2 separate regions of the Gossypium hirsutum genome follow, and region 1 is linked to region 2. Evidence: chromatin contacts called from public Hi-C data. All regions are on one chromosome and are shown on one strand. Each heading gives the region's core, a stretch centred on a gene start, on an enhancer-like site or on the middle of the called end of the contact. The rest is flanking DNA. Distances are from core to core; before and after follow the strand shown. Region 1 holds the start of LOC107940292. Region 2 holds the start of LOC107937191 (DDRGK domain-containing protein 1).

Region 1 (5,357 bases), core at 2,794-5,293, 230 kb before region 2:
GTTCTCGATGAATTTGAACAATTCAGTTACTCATTGTGTTGCAGCTGAAAGCAAAGGTCTTCTCTCTCTCTCTCTCTCTCACACACACACACACACACACATACACACACACACATGCACGCACATCCCCTCCAGTGCTCAATAATAGAGTTAACAAGAGAACTTGTCAGGGATCAAGTATCAGGCAGCAAAGCTGCATGGGGACATTATCCATTACTCTTGGGCCTTGGGTTGTTGCTCACAAAAAAAGCTCATTCCTTTGCAGCCAAAGTAAGATTTGCATTCATCAAATTGGAGCTCCCTCCCCTTCTCTTTTCTTTCCTCTATTCTGACAATTCCTTTTACCATATGTTTTCTTTTAAAGGTACTTCCTTTTTCTTTCTGAATCATCAAAGATGAAATTACAGCAAGAAGTTGATCAATACTTTGACCCTTACTATTGGGACCTTGACCTTGTGGATGTCAAACGGGTATATTTATACTCTAGCAACTCATTCTGCTGCATTAACTACCATTGTGCCTGGCAATGATGGACAAACAAGAAATTAGGAAATTCATTCACGATGTTATGATGATAACCACTAATGTTGCTTCCAAATATTTGGTGATTGACCTGTATATTGGATAAAGTAAACTTATGATAGATTTATCTTGTCCAGCTCTTAAACAATATCCAAAGATCTGAAAACTCCAAGACAATTGACTATTACAGAGCGAAGTACTGTCCAAATGATAAATGGTCCCTGTTTCATGGCTGCTCTGTTTACTTCTACTCTTCAGCTGAGTCTCTGTAAGATATATTGCCAATTATGACTCTACATTTATTCTGCTTATTTGTCTTTATTGAGTGAATAACTTCAAGTAGGTGTCTTAGAGTTTGCTACACGGTTGGTTGTTGATTTTCATTCTCATAGGTTGTAGCTTTTATTTAGGAAAGCTGATTGGCAAGTCTTGCTGAATCTAGCACTGAGGAGGTTAAAGCATGAAATTTTAATGGGTGGTGGCAAAATAAGTGAGAATCTCAGCAATGCTACCCATTTGGTAGTCCTCTCAGTACCGGGATTGGATGTGGACTTTGACTCTTTTATTAAGAGGTAATAATGGTCAATATAATTTATTGTTGTGGTTAATGTCATTTGTTGTAATAATGAGCTTCTTTTGACTAGTCTAGGAATCTTGGTTACACTATATGTTCTAACTCTGTCACATAAAATATAATATTGCATCTTAAACACACGCATTTCAATGGTGCTTTTCTTGTGATCTTTTATTGGAGAATATGACAGTTCCTTTTGCTTGCTTAAGGATTTGAATGCCAAGATACGGGTCTCATATGGCATGGGACAGGATAGTTGTCAGTTTTGTTTGAAAGAACTATCAGCCAAACAAACAATTACCGTCCTACAGTTTGCAAATTCTGTAGTTTCAATTGTCTTTGCATTAAAATTTTACAGTTGTCTGTCCAAGTCTAGGGCTGGATTTTTTTTAACTTTGTTCCTTTTGTAGTTGTTCTTTTGAAGAGAAAAATCTTGTGTGGAAAAAGGGGCTTCATGTTGTCAGATCTCAGTGGTTGGAAAATTGCTTAGAGCAGGGACAGAAGTTGCGAGAAGACCAATATAGCTTGAAACCCAATGATTTTGAAGAAATAAACTTCGTAGAAAGGTTTGTGCAAAACACACTTTAAGTTCTGTTAGCATTCTATTCTTAAATATGCTACTGCCTTGTGATATGTTAACTTATTTGAATGCTGAAACTTTACCAACTTTAGACATCGCATATCAGTTCTAACTCTGACAAGACCAGAATTTCGAGATAGGGTTAATCTAGCTCCAAGCAATATGGAAATAAACACCAAACAACCTTTGCATCTATTTTTATATACAAAACCTTTCTTTGAACTAGTCTTTTGCGACTCATTAAAGCCATATGATACTGAGGCTTCACTTACAAGACTAGGATATATCTGTTTCAAGTTCCACTCTGCATTAGAAATCTGCTCTTCATTCATCTTAAATAGAGTTGTTCAAATAGATTTATTCATGCTCTTGATTTCTTCACTTGATCAAATCATTAATCTATTTATCATGATGTTTCTAGCAGTTGGTTTGTCGAAAAAGATTATGTTCTAGTAACTGTAATATTTTAATGAACTAGTCACTAAAACCAAGGCTTACATGGTATTTGCACCTTGTAAGAGAATAAACGTGTTGGAACTTTTGAACGTAATGCACATGCATTATGAACAAGAAACTGCTTTGTAAGGCATCTTTATACGAGACTTTGTGCCCTTTTTCGTCCTCTGATGTAGATGTCCTAACTAGTAATTGCTTTATGTTATCACTTTTGTGCAGCAAATTGGACCAAAATCTGGAAAAATCCAAGCCAGATTTCAACGGTGTTCAGAACAAGGGTACATGTACTTCACCTGAAAGTAAAACAAAACAGAGAGGAGGCAAAGATCACCCCGAAAAATCAATTTCATCGGTTACACCTAGTCACACCTAGTCACGGGAACAGGAAGAGAAGACCTGCTAGCAAGAACACAAAGAAAGGAAAAACAGTTGTAACCCGAGCTCAAAGAGTACCAAGACGTCGTGGAAAGATGTCTGTTAAGATTAACGAAGATGGGTCTGAGGAAAGTGGTTCTGATGACAAAACAAATGAGGAGATAAAGAAGGGTGAAGGGTATAATACTGAATGCTACAGAATGGCCGGTAGGGAAAATTTTGAGTTTCATCAAAATCAAGCAGCAGAAGAAAATGCTAGCATAAACTGGCCTAAAAAAGCTCACGATACCGTGATGTGTGAAACAAATAATGACCAACCTGGCAACAAAGCCGAGAAGTTCGACCATATGGAACTAGATGAAGGGAATTACGGCCATGAGATTTCAAACTCAGAAAAGCTAGAAGTTATGGTCGATCCGGTTCGCGCCATGTTACTAGACATGATCCCAAGCCTTGGAATAAAGCATGTCAAAACCACAAATTCTGTTGTCCAAAACGAGAAACCTCACATGGATAACGATGCAGACATTCGTGTCGTAGAGGACGAGAAACTAGATGCCGATTTTATTCCACAGCCTCAAAAGAAAAAGAAAGTGAGTTACAAGGATGTTGCCGGTGAACTACTCAAGGATTAGTAAAAACGTTGTATATATTATATTGCATGGCATTGTACATTTTTATATTATGCATTACATAAATCCTAGGAGACGATAGTAGTTGTAGGTCACCATCGCACAATACTTGGATTGAGCCATTGTATACCTTGTTTCATTTACACTCCATGAGATGATGCATTTAGCTTTGGCAAAGTATATATACAGAAAGTTATTTTCAAAATGAAGATCATAGAAAGCTGCTTTGGAAAGAAAAAAATAAGCACACGTGTATTCATTAGTCATATGGTCTAACATTAATTTTGTTCGGGTCAAGATACCATTCAAGTAAAACTTTTTTAATAAGGTCGAAATACTATTCAAGTAAAACTTTTTTAATAGTGATGGCCTTAGGATTTAAACTTACTCATTTTGAAAGAACACTTTGATGGTTTTTTTTTTTAACAATTAAGAACATTTTTTTATAATCGAAATTACATTTCTAGATTAGTTCGTCAATCATACTCGTCTAAATTAATTATAATATACATTATTATGTGAAGTCGGGTTAATTTTTTGCATAAGTTGAAACCAAAAACTAAAAAAAGTTAAACATATACGGATTTAGTTTTTATATTTTTTAAATCTTAGAAATTTTAATATTGATTTAAAGGGTAGAATTTAAATTTGTTAAGTTAAATTTTATTACTAATATTGTATTATATTTAATTTGTGGATTTAATGTTTATTTTCTAATTTGATTATTTTTAGGTTAATTATTTTTCAAGTTTTGACTCAAAACTGTAATAATATGTTTGTCAACTAAAATTTTGAAAATAATAGAGTTTAATATAATAAATTTAAATATAGAATAACCTTAAAGAATTGAATGGATATTGTTTAATTCGAAATTGAAATTTCAAAATTTTAAAATATACACTAAAAGATGTCCAAATCAGAGTAAAAGAACTAAATTCATAATTCATCATAATATAGGGACCAATAAAATAATTTTACCTATCACGATAGATTGGGTGCCCTAAGGCTGAGGCTTAAACCATTATACACGAATACGGATTTGATATATTCTCTTCTTTTGCGTCAGGCACGGCCACCGGCGGCGATGGAGTCTTTGTTAGCCAATTATGCTTCCTCCGACGACGATGAACCCCAACAAATCACTCACCCTCCTCCTCCTCCTCCTCCTAAAGTTTCCTCTCTCCCTCAACCCAAATCTTCTTCCCTTTTCACTAATCTTCCGCAGCCTAAACAATCCCTCAAATCCTTCACAAAACACCACGACGAAGACGGAAACGGCGGTGGAGGAGGTGAAGTAGCTGTTCGTGTTCCCAAACCTGCTGTTCCTCATCCCAAAAACCCATCCAATCTTTTCTCTCATCTTCCCCAACCCAAACCACAACAGCCACCCAATCCTCCTGTCGCCAAAAGAATCGTTCAATTCAAGCCTCCTATAAACCCCAATACCCACGTGGATTCCGACGATGACGACGAGGAGGAGAACGAAAGGCCAAAGCGGGGAGAATCCGAAACCCTAGCTCAAGGTCCTTCCGTGAAATCCTTTCTATCAAGCATACCTGCTCCCAGGAACTCCACTACATTAGGTGTTGCCCCTTCTTCAGGTTCAGGAAGAAGATCCATTATTGATACCCAAGTCATCCCCACGTCGACTTCATCTACTTTTGAAGACAAAAAGGAGGCAAGTATTGATAATAACCCACCTAATTATTCGAATTACGAATGGGGTTCGGATGTAAATGCTGGAACCACTGTGGGTTATAATAATTATGTAAATTATGATCAGTCTAGTGTTGATCAAAATTCAGGAAACTATGGAAACAATGATCAAAATATTGGTAGTTATGCAAATTATGCTGATTATAGTAGCTATCAATCGAGTAGTGATCCGAATATTGGGGGTGTTGATGCTGCTACTAGTTATGGGAGTTATGAGAGTTATGGGAATTACCATGTACAATATGAGAATAATTGGGGTGATGGGTCAACTACGGCTTCTATGTTGCCTGAGACCAAAGGGATAGCTGACTTTGGGGTGAAAGTTAAGGGAAAGAGAGGGAGGAATGATTTACCAGTGGAAATTGTTGAGGTGAAGCAGGATGATCTTACGAAGAATCGGCCCAGGGAAGACCAGGTCAAGATGACTGGAATAGCTTTTGGGCCTTCTTACCAGGTATTGAACTTCTGCTTGTTTGATTTAGGGTTTATTTAATGATATTTG
Region 2 (5,675 bases), core at 2,881-5,380:
TTCTAGCAGCTAAAATACTAAATTCTGGAATTTTCAATCTACATTGTGCTTTCTCTTATGCTCAATCCAGCTAACTAAAATCATCACCCATGGCTCAGGGGAAGCCAGGAAGGTGACTCATTTCTACCTTTCTTAAAGAGAATTTATACAAAAAAATAAAAAGGACAAACAAAAAAAAAAATTAAAACTTCCACTTTTTTATAGTTCCTGTCTTCTTATGCCTCATGCAAATAGCACCTTTAGGGTTACTTGTAATAACAAAACTCAACCATAAAGCTTGTGCCTGTTAGTGTCTTTAACCTTCTTGAAGTGCCAGGGATCTCATACCTATGGCAGACAAGTTCTTTCCAAATGTGTCAAATCTATTATGCAAGTCCAAAAAGAATATAAGGAAGCTAAAGTTCAAATCCTGTTCACATCACCAGAGAACATGTTCCACAAATGCAATTGTGCATGGAAGTAAACATTAGTTAAGAATAAATAGTAACCTGAAGAGTAAGAACTGCACGATTTGCAAACTGCTTCACAGAAGCAGGTGCACTTTTGGGTATAGTTTTTGCAACTCTTTCTAACTCCTCTTGCTGTTTCTTTGCAGTTACTCTATCAGGTCCGCTGTAGTAATCAATGATCTCTTGCAGTAGAGGCACCTTATCCATTGTTTCCTTGATGGCTTCCTGAAATGTTATGAATGTGGAAAAGATAGTATACAGCTATTCACATGAAGAAGTCATCTACAATAGACTATCAAGAAAAAAGAATTATCGGTGTCCTTTTCCAGAAAATGCAACAGGTCCAAAAAGAATGCCTCCATTCGGAAATGAAGTGCTGATTTTTTCTCCATTAAGCATATAATGAATATTTCTTCCAATATGGAGTTCCACTGTGATTCTTTTGATGTGGAAAACCAACAAAAGCAGAGAGATATTAGTTCTTTGAGAACATCACGTTATACAACAAAGCAATATGTTTGACAGCTGACAAAATACAAGGTTTACCAGAATTGATAAAGTTGTGTTGATTTCACAGGTTAACTCTCCAATTTCTTTAAGAAAATTTGTGTGCTAAAATTTTTTTACCATGACATCCTTAATTCCTTACGGTGATTTACTGACTTAGAAACTAAGGACATAAACTAGTCCAATTTCAACTATAGGATTAACTTAAAGCAGCATGTCCTCCAGAAAGAATTTGATTAAAAAACTTACTATATCAGTAAATAAGAAATATTTCTAGTTCTCCATGTCAATCATATAGAAGAAATACATCCTGTTAACAACGAGTCAAGGTCAAAGAAATAGAATATACCTCCCACTCCTCTTGATTTTCAATTCCTTCATATGACATGAGGAAAGGCTTCACCTTCTCAAGTGCATCTCTAAGAGACATAGGTGGTTTCTCATCAATATCTGGGTTAGTCCCAAACTCTTCCATCAGATATTCAGGTTCGAACTCTATCTGAAACCCAAATAAGTACATAAAAGCTTTGAATCAAGATTCACACAAAAACATCAATGTTTGACAATACAGTCCATGCATATTCTTGTTGCAATGTTCAATTAAGGAAATGGTTGAATTAGTTTGATCTTGTTTCAATTGTTCTTCTTTTAAATGTGCATTATCAATTGTATCTACAACACATAAACCTATTTGTTAGCAATGCTTCGCATTACACAAAATTCTAGTCCAAGGAAAACTTATAGCAACCAAGTATATACCTTCTAAACAATCCTAATGAACCGAGCAAACTGGTAATCATTTAATTACATACCAAAAACGCCTTTATAAACAGTAATTACTAAGAAAAAGAATCAGATGACTTACCAGCCCAAACTGTTATGTAGCACGCAAGTAAACACAAATTTCAATTTTCTTGATTAATCAAAGTAATTGACAATGAGCTCATAATAGCCATCTAATACAAGAATTTTCAAGAACAAACCAAAAATACACTCCTTGAACAACTTCAGGAATATCAAAATATTTGCTGTACATTATCGTCAGAACAAGTGAATCATTGAAAATCAACAAGAATATATTAAATTATTCTGAACAAATTACAGAATGCAAGGGCAGCAATGTGAATATAATTTCACAACAACCAATTAGAGCCTAACATAGCTATAGAGTATTACCAGCCTCGTAGATTATAAAATAAATAAATTACTGAGGCATATCTTTCAGATTAAAACTTATTACTGTAGTTGTCACCCCTAAAGCCCATCTACTATCTTATTCTAGATAAGCCTCAAACAACATAATGACGATTAACAGAAGTTAGAACTCTGTCCCAACCCAGGTTTTTCATTTATACGTTTTCTATCCTAAAACAATTAAAATTCATGGGACAGAATTCGAATCCTTAACATCATACATACAAATTAATCCTCGTTTTTCAATCAAGTTAACTGAATACTTTACATCATTTATCATACTCTCTGTTGCAAACTAAAGTTACCTTCGTATTTAAAATAAAAGCACAAACACAAGTAAATGAACTTCCAAATTAACATTGAGACCTTATACAAGGTATTAGACATGGTGATAACTGTGAACATAGGACTAACTCTAATTCTAATCTAGCAATCGCCAGCTTTGACTAAGAATGCCATTAAAGCAGACTATGAAGCAAGAAAAGCACTCCCATCCCTAGTCCCCACCCCCATATTAAATTGTTAATCCCATCCCTTCCCATAACAACGAGTAAGGGAAAGATTTGCCCACACTAGCCAACCCCCTCCTTTACCATACAGGAAATCAGACTCTCCACCCTTAATATTATTCTGCTACACAGTAACTCTATTTTCAGATAGGAATTCTCTGCAATTTATCTAAAATAAAATATACTTAAAACATTCCCTGAGTCCAATTCTACACAAATTACAAGAAAATTTAGTCTATAATATATATATCACCAGGCCAATTCTCTTTCAGCTGATAGCATACATAGCAAAAAGAAAACATTTTAATATCTAATCCTAATGAATGATAATAATCATGGAACAAAATTTTAAGAGGTGAACAACTCACCATAAAGTTGGTATGCAAAGCTTCCAAGTAGGCATCATCCATAGGAGAAGGCAAAACTCTACTGCTCATCTCTTCAAACCCTTCAACCAACTTATTCATACTGTCAGCTCCAATAGTTTCGGCCAACCTCTCCCCATCCGCATTGTTCCCTAAGTAAAGTTCATCTCTAAGCTCTTTAACAGCTTCCTCCTCTTCCCTTGTGTCTTCTCCCTCCCTTCTTCCTCTTCCCCTACCCATTTGCGCACCTCTACCTCTACCCCTACCTCTTCCTCTACCTCCACTCCTACCCATATCCTCCCTTTCATCACTTTCACTTTTCCTTGAAAGAATGCCCATTGCTTTCTTTACTGCTTCTTCCTTACTCAACCGGGGCGAAGGAGGCTGTTGTTGTTGTTGCTGCTGCTGCTGCTGCTGCTGCTTCTGCTTCTGCCTGATATGCCTATTTTCTTCCTTGGTCTGCAAGACAGGCTCTGGTTGTTTCACGGGCTTGCCCCGCCCAGCACCCGATAATGAGGCGACTGAGGGTGTGCTAGGTGAAAGAGTTCGCTCACTCGACTGAACCGACTCAGCAGGTAGCTTGGCAGACGAATCAGTTTCAATCTCATCCTGTTTCATAACAAAGATCGGCTGCTTTGCTTCCCTCGGAGGCGGCGGAGGCGGAGGTGTCTGCCGAAGTGACTCATTGGTGACTCGGCCTCGACCAGACCCATTTTGGGAAACAAAAGAAGAGAAAGAAGGGATAATAGGTTCAGACGAAAAGGGTATTCCTCTTCCACGGCCATGGCCTAATCCAACAGCTTGTGATTCAGCCGAGTCACGCTTCGTGTCCTCTGAATCAGGTTTTCCAAGGGCTGGAGTGAAACCACCGAACGTACCAGAAGGGGAGGCGCCCCCACGGCCGCGGCCTCTGCCACGGCCGTCACCGGAGCTGGAGGAAGCGGAGAAAGGGGAGGAGGATTGGAAGAGAAAAGAGGTGCGTTTGGTAAGAGATGTAAGGTAGTGATTGGTAGGGTTAGAGAAGGTCCTGCCAATGGTTCCTCTCATTTGGGATCGGTCGACTGAAGATTACACTTCCACTACGGCTAAAACGAAACCACGGGTTACAATAGGTTAGAGCTAAATTAAAATATAAATTTTAGCGTTAAAAATACCATCCAGGCACCTCTACTAGTAATCAAATTATATTTTGCACCTAACAAATTAGTTTATACATTAATTAGAATAGCAAATTAGTCCTTTTGATTAAAATTTTCATCTATTTGTATTGTTAAAAACGGGTGTGGCTAACAAAACAACCTGATAGTTATACATGACATGTCACATATAAATCATACTAACATATGGGGACTAGTTTTAAAGTAGAAATCAATGAAATTTTTAACAGATTAATCAATTTGCTTTTTGATTCAACATATAAAGATTAATTTACCCCTTTTTTAGTAAATGGGGGAAAATGCAATATAATTCATAATACAATAATTTTAACGTTTAGACGAAGGCTTAAATTACATTGGTCAGGTTAATTTCGGGCTGTGTGGAGTAAGATTGAACCAATTTGTTTTTAAGATTTTAAGTTTAAATCATTTTGTCGGTAAAAAGTATCATGAAGGCCCCTACATTAGGAGTCAATTTACATTTTGCCTCATCTGCTAAAAAATGGGTAAATTAGTCCCTATATATTAGATCAAAGAGCAAATTGATCATTGTGTTAAAATTTTCATCCATTTATACTATTAAAATTTATTATTATACGCCAATATGAGGTACAAGTGACTTAAATGAAAACTTTTAAATAGCTCAAAGACTATTTTGTAACTTTTTGAATTTGAGTGACCAAAATGTAAACTTACTAATAATTTAAGGGTAAACACAGTAAAAGTTACCCAACTATGAACTAAAAGTTACCCAACTATGAAAAGTTGCAGATCATCCAACTATTCAAATTTGCTATTTTTTATGACATGCAAACTAAGGTAAAAATGGAAATAGGCAAAAATCCAAAATAGTTGTGTGACCAAAAAAGACAAAAATGAATAGTTGAGTGATCATTTTGTAAATTTTCATAATTGGGTGACTGTTTTGTAACTTTTCATAGTTCGGTGACCAAAAAAGAAAACAAACATAATTAGGTGACTACTAATGTAGTTTACCCATAATTTAATGACCTTAGGTGTAATTTGCCCTAAAAAGTAATAATTGTTCAATATCTCAAGAGAGATATCGCGAGTCTTGGTGACTTGGTCGATATATAATATAGCCACATTTACTGTAACAAACCCTTAATTCCAGAAAATAAAAAACCTCAGATACTTGGCCGAGGAAGAAGGCAAAGCACAGCCAAAATGTCGTCGTTTTTGCAATCACTTTTGGATCCGAAGAAGAGCTGGTTAGCTTCTCTGCATATGAAAGCCCTTACCACACGCCTCCGCAAATACGGTACGGTTTTCCCCCAAAAAACCCTAACCTTAATCTCATCTCCTTTGTTTCTTAATTTCAGTTAAAACCTATTCGGTAATTTGTTTAGGCCTTCGTTACGACGATCTGTACGATCCTTACTATGACTTGGATATCAAGGAGGCGTTGAATCGGCTGCCCCGTGAGATTGTCGATGCTCGTAACCAACGCCTTAAGCGTGCAATGGATCTCTC

Evidence for each region. Hi-C and Micro-C count contacts between places; a contact is called where the count stands out from the background.
Region 1: a contact with region 2 is called in a Hi-C map of leaf, with 2.1 times the contacts expected there. The contact joins the promoter of LOC107940292 here to the promoter of LOC107937191 in region 2. A contact is called at or near these places in 3 of 34 Hi-C or Micro-C datasets (callus and leaf).

What each region holds. Positions count from the first base shown.
Region 1 is chrD13:62,443,920-62,449,276 of Gossypium_hirsutum_v2.1, reverse strand. It overlaps LOC107940292, which reads left to right and starts at 4,043. Exons shown (of 2, transcript XM_016873725.2): 1 at 4,043-5,309. The coding sequence starts at 4,224. It overlaps LOC107940281 (DNA ligase 4), which reads left to right. Exons shown (of 27, transcript XM_041109504.1): 20 at 1-56; 21 at 171-270; 22 at 365-470; 23 at 660-790; 24 at 933-1,094; 25 at 1,507-1,662; 26 at 2,352-2,505; 27 at 2,507-3,344. The coding sequence ends at 3,142.
Region 2 is chrD13:62,210,610-62,216,284 of Gossypium_hirsutum_v2.1, reverse strand. It overlaps LOC107937191 (DDRGK domain-containing protein 1), which reads right to left and starts at 4,130. Exons shown (of 4, transcript XM_016870044.2): 1 at 3,028-4,130; 2 at 1,306-1,455; 3 at 489-674. The coding sequence starts at 4,071. It overlaps LOC107937176 (cytochrome b-c1 complex subunit 7-2, mitochondrial), which reads left to right and starts at 5,119. Exons shown (of 4, transcript XM_016870020.2): 1 at 5,119-5,463; 2 at 5,552-5,675. The coding sequence starts at 5,370.